Regions from separate parts of the Mus musculus genome. Here region 2 is linked to region 1. The links are chromatin contacts, called in public promoter capture Hi-C maps. All regions are on one chromosome and are shown on one strand. The core of a region is the stretch at or near the end of the contact, and the rest is flanking DNA. Distances in the headings are between cores, read along the strand shown.

Region 1 (4,213 bases), core at 414-2,913:
GCCTCCCTATGAACTCGTGTTTCTTGGGGCTCCCTGTGACTCCCCATCAATGCCTCATCCAGTGAATATTCAGGAATTGAGCCCTGAAGTGTGTTGCGGGAGAATCCAGAACCTTACACAGTCAGAATTGCTTCCTAGGGGTGTGAAACATTGTCTTTAACCCCAGGCACCCTTGCCTTGACCCAGGTGCACCCTTCATCATTCAACCAAGGCTGGAATCTGAAATGTGTACAAGGACCTTCAAGGCAGGCTGCTTAACATTCCCACTGGAGGAGGAGGTGCTTGGGAAATGGGGAACAGGCATGGGGGAAGGCAGCCTGTGTCTGACCAGAGACTGCAGGCTCCTTCCTAATCACCCAGCTCCCAGATGTGACCAGCACGAGGTGCAGTGCAGTGTGGGGCATGGAGTCAATGGCCCTACGGTCCTGCTGCACACTGCTTTATAATGTGACTCTTGCCTACTTCATCCCAATGGGCTTCTCTGCTTCCCTGTTCTGTTTGTCCTCACCATACAAGCTAGAACATTCTTTAAAGGTTTAACTCCACTCCAAGCCTGACACTGGCTCCCACTTCACTCTGAGGAAAAGGTTCTCACATTGGCTCCCAAGACTTTGTCTAACATAGCTCTCAGCTGCCTCTCCCCACCTCACCTTTCCATTCCTTCCATCCCCCTCCCCTCCTCTCCTGTCTTCTTTCTCTGTACCATGCCCTTCACCCCCCTACAGCCACACAGCACCTCAAACACTCTAACATGCTTCTACCTCAGGGCCCTTGTATTGGCTGGTTCCTCCACCAGAACATTCTTGTCCAAAATACCTTCACCCCCTCACCTTCTTCAAGCTCTCCCCAAACCTGCATCTAAGAGACACCCCCTCCCTGATTTAACACTGCAGTTCCCTCCCAACCCACATCACACAGCTCCATGCTTTTCTTAGCCTTTGCCATATTCTTGTACACTATTCATTGTCTATCACCCACCCACACACCAAGTTTAAGATCTGTAGGGACGGTGCTTTTCTTGTTCTGCTCCTTTCTATGTTAAAGGACAAGAAAAGTATCTGACAGCAGTTTCGAGACTGCTGAGATGCTCCTGGCCTTGAGGAAGTCCACCTCTGGTATATGTCTAACCACCCAAGGCCCCCACTATATGCTTAAGTGGTTGTCTTGGGTCCCCTACTGCACCTTGTCAAAACAGAACAGGGCCCTGAGGGCCTGGAACAAGTCTCTCTTAGCACTCACCACCCCACAGTCAACCTGGGGCCTGACTGTTCCTTCTATCTTCTCAGCCTCCAGTCCATAATTGCTCAAGACATCTTCAAACTGAAATGGCATCCTACTTTACAGACTCAAGGGATGAGAACTTGGCAGGTTCTGGTCCAGAGTCAGGACTGAACCCATCCCTTTTCTCCCAGTGTTTTGCCTACTATGGTAGGATGAATACAGACAGAAGAGCTATGCAGAAAGGCCAGGCCTCACAGGAAGCTCCTGGCCTTGCCTCTGCCCCCACACCCAAGCTCACCCCCTAAGATCAAGCTTCAGAGAGACCAAGTTCTGCCCACTCACCCCTGTCCATGCCAAGGAGGGGAACCAAGGTCAGGGTGACCAGCCACAGATGCATAGCCATGCTGCTTGTGAGCTATGTGACTGCAGTCAAGTGTGGGCCGGGCTGACAGTGAGGTTGGGACCTATTTATTGTGCTGATCTCCACTCTTATCTTATCTGTGACCAGTTGGCAGCTACAGTGTCACCCCGTTAATCTCTTCATCCTGACACCTGGGAAGGGCCTGCTCAAGGCTCAAAGCTGACTTTGTGGTGATATAACGCTGGGCCCTAGGGCAGAGCTGGGGCTGGCAGGTGTCCAGAGCAAGCAAAAAGGGTTTGGACAGGTTGCAAAGCTGCCACCATGTGTCTATTAAAGCAAGAAGTGGGAGGGAGAGGAAGCAGAGAGAAACACAGAAACAGATGACAACAGGGGATGAAAGTAGGGGGCACAGCAGGAGACAGGGAGAGGGGAAGAGAGTCATGGATGCCTCGGCCACTTTGGACCTCACATAAGTGTTTGGTTCTCCTGCTGAGGACTGAGTTTGTGTCTTGGCAGTCCTGGGCAAACGCTTTTCTGCTGATCAACCCCAGTTCCCGTTCAACGTATTGAGACAGGAGCCCACACAAAGGTGATAGTTCTGGCTCAGCTCCTATCCTAGGGCTCCCCTGGGGACAGTGGTGGAGACGGCAGACAGTGCGGAATAAGGTAAAGGGAACTAATTTGAAAAACTTTTTTTTAAATTCTTTTTTTTTTAGATTTATTTACTATTATATATAAGTACATGGTAGGTGTCTTCAGACACACCAGAAGACGGTGTCAGATCTTATTACAGATGGTTGTGCCACCATGTGGTTGTTGGGATTTGAACTCAGAACCTTCAGAAGAGCAGTCAATGCTCTTAACCACTGAACCATCTCTCCAGTCCCCGAAAAGCTTTTTAAAAGGATTTTTTAAGATTTATTTTGCCGGGCATGGTGGCACACACCTTTAATCCCAGCACTCGGGAGGCAGAGGCAGGCGGATTTCTGAGTTCGAGGCCAGCCTGGTCTACAAAGTGAGCTCCAGGACAGCCAGGGCTATACAGAGAAACCCTCTCGAAAAACGAAAAAAAAAAAAGATTTATTTTTATTTTATGAGTATGAGTGTTTTGCCTGTATGTATATGTGGGCACCATGCGTATGTTTGGTGCCTTCAAAGGACAGAAGAGGGTGCTGGATCCCCTGGCTGTAAAACCCTATGCAGGTCGGTGCTGGCAACCAAACCCAGATCCCCTGCAAAAGCAACAAGCGCTCTTAACCAAGCCCTCTCCAGCCCCTAAAACTTGCTTTTATTTTTTTTTAATGTGTTAAACATTTTTTTCTTACATATGTGTCTGTGTGCTTGTGTGTGGGTTTGCACATGTATGAGTGCAGATGCCCGTGGAGCTCAGAAGAGGGCATCAGATCCTCGGGAGCTGGAGTTACAGGTGACTGAGCTATCTCATAGGGGTGCTGGGAACTAAACTTGGATCCTGACGAGCCTGTCACCTCTACCTCCTTTTTTGATACCATGAAGTGGGGACAACTGACTGACAATATCAATATATATATCTCTATCTATCAATATATATCAATATATATCTATACTATCTATATCTATATCACATTATATTACGCCATATAGGGGAGATGGCTCAGTGGCTAAGAATACTGAATGCTCTTGCAGAGGACCCAGGTTCAATTCCAAGCACCCACATGATGACTAACAACCATCAATAACTCTAATTCCAGGGGATCTGAAGCCCTCTTCTGACTTCGTCAGGACACACATAGTACACATGCATATTTGCAGACAAAACATCCAAACACATAAGAGAGATCTAAAACAAAACAAAACAAAAATGACAGCACACTTTACATACTCTATGGCTTAGCCCCCATACCCTGTAACCTCCTCTCAAGAGAACATAACAAGAAAGACATGTTGACCTGGCCATGGAGGCAAATCTCTGCCATCTCAGTGCCTATGAGACTGAGGTAGGATGATGGCCGCCAGCTGTTTCAGCCATCTTGGATTACAATGAAGAATCAAAAATAATGTTGAAGTGGCTCATAGATAAACAAACACACTGGGAGCCCAAGCCTGAGAACTTGCGATCAACACCAGGAATCACACAAAGATAGGAGAGAACAGACTTACAAAGTTGTCCTCTGGCCTACAAGCACCCCCCTCCCCAACCCCCAACGGCATGCGTGTACACACAACAATACATAAACAAATGCTAAAACCCAATCATTTAGAAAAAGGAAAATGTTGCCATTCTTTTCAGGTCCTCTGTGATATAGATGAGATTCCTTTCAAGAAAAGCAGTACCGGGTCAGGAACACTGGCTGCTCTTCCAGAGGTCCCGAGTTCAATTCCCAGCAACCACATGGTGGCTCACAACCATCTGTAATGGGATCTGATGCCCTCATCTGGTGTGTCTGAAGACAGCTACAGGGTACTCATATACATTAGATAAATAATATTTCTTTAAAAAAATCAACTCATAAAAAAAAGCATAATGAATCAATAGGAAGACTCTTTGGGTGTCACTGGGCATCGAGGCAGACACCTCTACAGCCACAGATTGCAGTAGAGCCCTGCCTGAAGTACCCCTTGGTCTTTGAGGTAGGCGGCAGACACCTTCAA
Region 2 (3,838 bases), core at 424-2,923, 130 kb before region 1:
CCATTCTTTTAATACGGTGCTCTCATACTGGGCAAACTTTTTATAAACTAAGCTACTTTTCTTTTTTAAATATTTATTTATTTATTTATTTATTTATTTATTTATTACAAGTACACTGTAGCTGTTTTCAGACACACCAGAAGAGGGCATCAGATCTCATTACAGATGGTTGTGAGCTACCATGTGGTTGTTGGGACTTGAACTCAGGACCTCTGGAAGAGCAGTCAGTGCTCTTAACCTCTGAGCCACCTCTCCAGCCCCTAAGCTACTTTTCTTAAGTCTGCCCATACTGGCGACTCCCTGAAATTGTTTAGTGACAGCAATAGTGGTTTCACTTGAATGGAGGTGTGTGTGTGTGGGGTGTGTGTGTGTGTGTGTGTGTGTGTGTGTGTGTGAGAACAGGCCTCTGCAGGGTGGTGGCCACGCCTTTCAAGCTCAGTGCTCCAGAGGCAGAGAGGCAGCTCCAGAGGCTGGCCTCTGACTTTGAGGCCAGGGTTCTTTACAAAGTGAGTTCCAGGGACAGCTAGGACTAAACAAAGAAACAAACCAACAAAAACCCTACCTTGAAATAAAATAAAGCTGGGGTTTCATATAGCCATAGCCCAGGCTGTCTAGTCTAAACTTACTATGTAGTGGAGAATGACCTTGAACTCCCGGTTGTAGGCATGTGACTCTCGTCTCTGAGTCAGACTCTGACTGTAGAGCATTGTCTGGCCTGGGACTCACTCTGTAGACCAGTCTGACCTCATTTCCCCTGCTTTCCAATGGTGGGATTTCTGTGTAGTGATGGCCTGAGTTTTCTAGGCAGTTCAGGCTATGCTCAAACTTGTATTCCTCTTGTCTCTGCCTCATGGGTGCAGGCTACAGACACCCTGTTCAGTGATCTCTAGAAGACAGTCTCACTCCCATACAAGGCTTTTGGACAACCACATCTTATAACTTCTCCCATCGAGGTACTGTGTGCGTCTCCCTGGGCTTCCTGCCTATCACCCACCTCTCGATGACAGGCACCCACCCTCATGCTTTGGCACTGCAGCCCCTGCTGACACGTGCATGCCTGCCTGTTCTTCCTGGCCCCACCGGGCCCCTGAACCCAGACAAACCATTTGGCTGCAGGTGGTCTTCAGCTCCCTCTGACCTCACCCCCATAGTTGAGATCCCACGGCTGCCTTGAGCCAACAGCCCCGTGCTGGGCTAGCCTGGTTTTTCTCATAGAGCCTTGGGCATACTTTTCCTAAGATAGGCAGTGTCCAGAAGACAGGACCTGGAATGGGGGCCGCAGGAAACCAGGTCTGGCTTTTTTCCTCTTCTCCCAGATGGGGACCCCTGAGGAGAGGGCCTAACTCTCCTCCCTCTGCTTCAGGTGGAGGGCTCTCTGAGGACTGACCCAGAATTGTTTTTCCAGTCCTTCCACCTCTTCCACCTTTCTGTTACTTTCTGGAAACTTCTATGTACATCTCCATCTACACAGCTTTCTCTATAGCCTGGGTCTCAGGAACCTCTGTGGCCTTCTGCAGGCTACCTCTGGCTCTGGTCTTAGAGATAAGCCAGACACTTGGCATGTAGTACTGGCCTTTCCTCTGGGACTATGAGGCCCAGAATTCACACCTGGAACTCCACCTCTGACCTCACAAGGGCTGCCTCAGAACTCAGTCTCCATGGTGCTACTGGTAAGAACAGAGATGCTATTTTGGGCAGTGTGTATGGACTTGGCTTAAGTGGCATGGGCCAAACCCCTGCCCTACTGACCTCTCCCCTGGAGAAGCACAACAGAACTCACAGCCACCCTGGGGAGGGCCCAGAGGCAGGCTCAAGTGAGGACTCGGAGACCGCAGAGCTACAGTTCAGTTGCAGCTTGAGTCTGCCTCCCTGATAGAGAAACGGAATCAAGACCAGCTGTGAGACGGAGGCTGAAAGACACAGAGCACTTCAGAGAGTGAGCGGGGCTGCGGGTAGTCTGGGACAGGGGAGCCTCCTTGGGGCAAGCCCAGCAGGGGGTGTTTGGGAAAGAAAGTTCACCAGGAGTTGGAGTATGACTCTCTGTCCTGGTTCAGCCCTGTGTGGCCGTGTGACACGGACAGATTGGCTGTCACTTGGATGTGGCAGGATCATAGCTGCTGAGTGGAGCAGAGGGTGGGAGGGTGCATTGGGCTGCACCGTGGAGGGAGGAGAGGAGAGCAAACAGACTGGGCAGAAGTGAGGCAGGTCAGAGATGGGTCTGCTGATGGCATCTTCCTCAGGCACTTTAAGGTTAGGGATATAAATTGATGCTTCATCCAGAGAAAATCGGGTAGCGCCTGTCTGGGGGCAACTGTCAGGAGTTACCCTGGCAGTCTAAGAGGAGGATGGACTAGAGGGTAAGTTTCAGAGAGGTGGGAGAGTCAACTTTAGCACAACGTTAGTTATCCAAAGCTAAGTAGATGGCAGACTTGGGGAGGCCAAGAGGGCTTTTGAGGAGCCCCGGTCTTGAGGTCCAGGTTTCTGGGGTAGCATGAGTAGAGGGGGGGGGTAGGACACTTTCACATTGCTTGAGGCATTCTCACCTTCCTCCCTCTTCCCTCCTCCCTCCAGCTTGCCTGGGTTTGGGATAGCGCTGTCCTGATTGCTTCTCTCCAAGTTCTGAATCTCTCACTCAGCCCTAGGTGGTTCCTCTCCAGTACCACAGAGTCTAAAACTCAGAAAACAATGGCCGATATCAGGTTAAGGGACGCTCTGAAGATCTGGATTGAGGATACAGGGCTGGTGAGCAGGCTCTGTCTGCCCCGTGTAAATGGCAACTAGCTGACCCAAATCCATCGCCTTTGACTCTTGGTGATGACAGAGTCTGCACTAGTCAGGGTCCTGATCTCTTTACCTCCTCAAGCCTCCGCTCCAAGTCTTGCTCTCCCGGCTCTCCAGCCGTGCGCTGTCCTCAGTTGCTTTCTGTACACATGCTCAGACTCCCTCAACAGTTCTTCCCTTTTCCCGGAGCTCTCTCCCTATATTTACCCACATGGCTACTCCTTCAGCCTTTCCATTCATTTCCAAAGAGGCCCCTCAGTCAGGCTTCCCGAGACAACTGTACTTCCGGTCCCACTCCCTGTGCAGTGGCAGCTGATGCATTCCTAGTGCCCTTCTAGACCTCTGTAGTCCTCACTGCCCTCTCAGGCAAGCATGCCTATCCAACTCATTGCTGAGTGCCACGAGAATACAGATGCTCGCCCTTTGTGCCCTCTCACTGGACCCAGCGGCTCCCTCTGCATTGGCAACCTTGCTCTTTCAGCCATGTCTCCCTTCTTGGCTTTAGACCTACTTCATAAGACCAGCAACTCGACGCCGGGTGAAAATTACCATCTCCGCACTGCACCTCCAGCCTCTCTCGTCTTCCTGTGGGTCTCAGCTCAGACAGGGGTCCCCTTCTCCTCGGCTCCAGCCAGAAGTCAAGGGTAACGTCCTTAATGTTCCCTCTCCGCCATGGCTCTCATCTAGGCACTAATACCTTAAATACCTAGGCTTTGTGTCTCCCCACCCCTCTTTCCCCAAGGCCCACCTAGCCACACCTGTCCTGTTCCTCTTCATCCCCGAGACCCAGCACCTTCCCCAGACGCCAGCACTGTACCACCTAACGAACACCGGTGTCTAAAACTCATTTTTTCATCTGTCTATCCATCAAACAAAGCTTTTATTGAACAAAAGTTTATCAAGTGTCAGACTCCTTAGGAAGGCTTTGGCGTCAATCTGGTTAGGATAGAGAAATAGATTGCCCAGTTCTTGGTAGGTTATTCAACCAGTGATCGCGCACATCTGTGGGCCTGGCACTGAGGGTCCTGGGGAGGTGAGACCCTGTCTCTCCTTTTCT

The links. Promoter capture Hi-C pulls out the DNA fragments that hold promoters and counts their contacts.
Region 2: a promoter capture Hi-C map of embryonic stem cells shows a contact between it and region 1, with 2.1 times the contacts expected there. The contact joins the promoter of Aqp7 here to the promoter of Spink4 in region 1. A contact is called at or near these places in 5 of 39 promoter capture datasets (cranial neural crest, embryonic stem cells, stem cell-derived epiblast-like cells and 1 more), 4 of 484 Hi-C or Micro-C datasets (the G1E-ER4 cell line, centrocytes and embryonic stem cells) and 3 of 9 other capture datasets (adipose tissue, liver and pancreatic islet).

What each region holds. Positions count from the first base shown.
Region 1 is chr4:40,917,506-40,921,718 of GRCm38.p6, reverse strand. It overlaps Spink4 (serine peptidase inhibitor, Kazal type 4), which reads right to left and starts at 1,663. Exons shown (of 4, transcript NM_011463.2): 1 at 1,564-1,663. The coding sequence starts at 1,624.
Region 2 is chr4:41,045,971-41,049,808 of GRCm38.p6, reverse strand. It overlaps Aqp7 (aquaporin 7), which reads left to right and starts at 1,673. Exons shown (of 8, transcript NM_007473.4): 1 at 1,673-1,936; 2 at 3,287-3,425.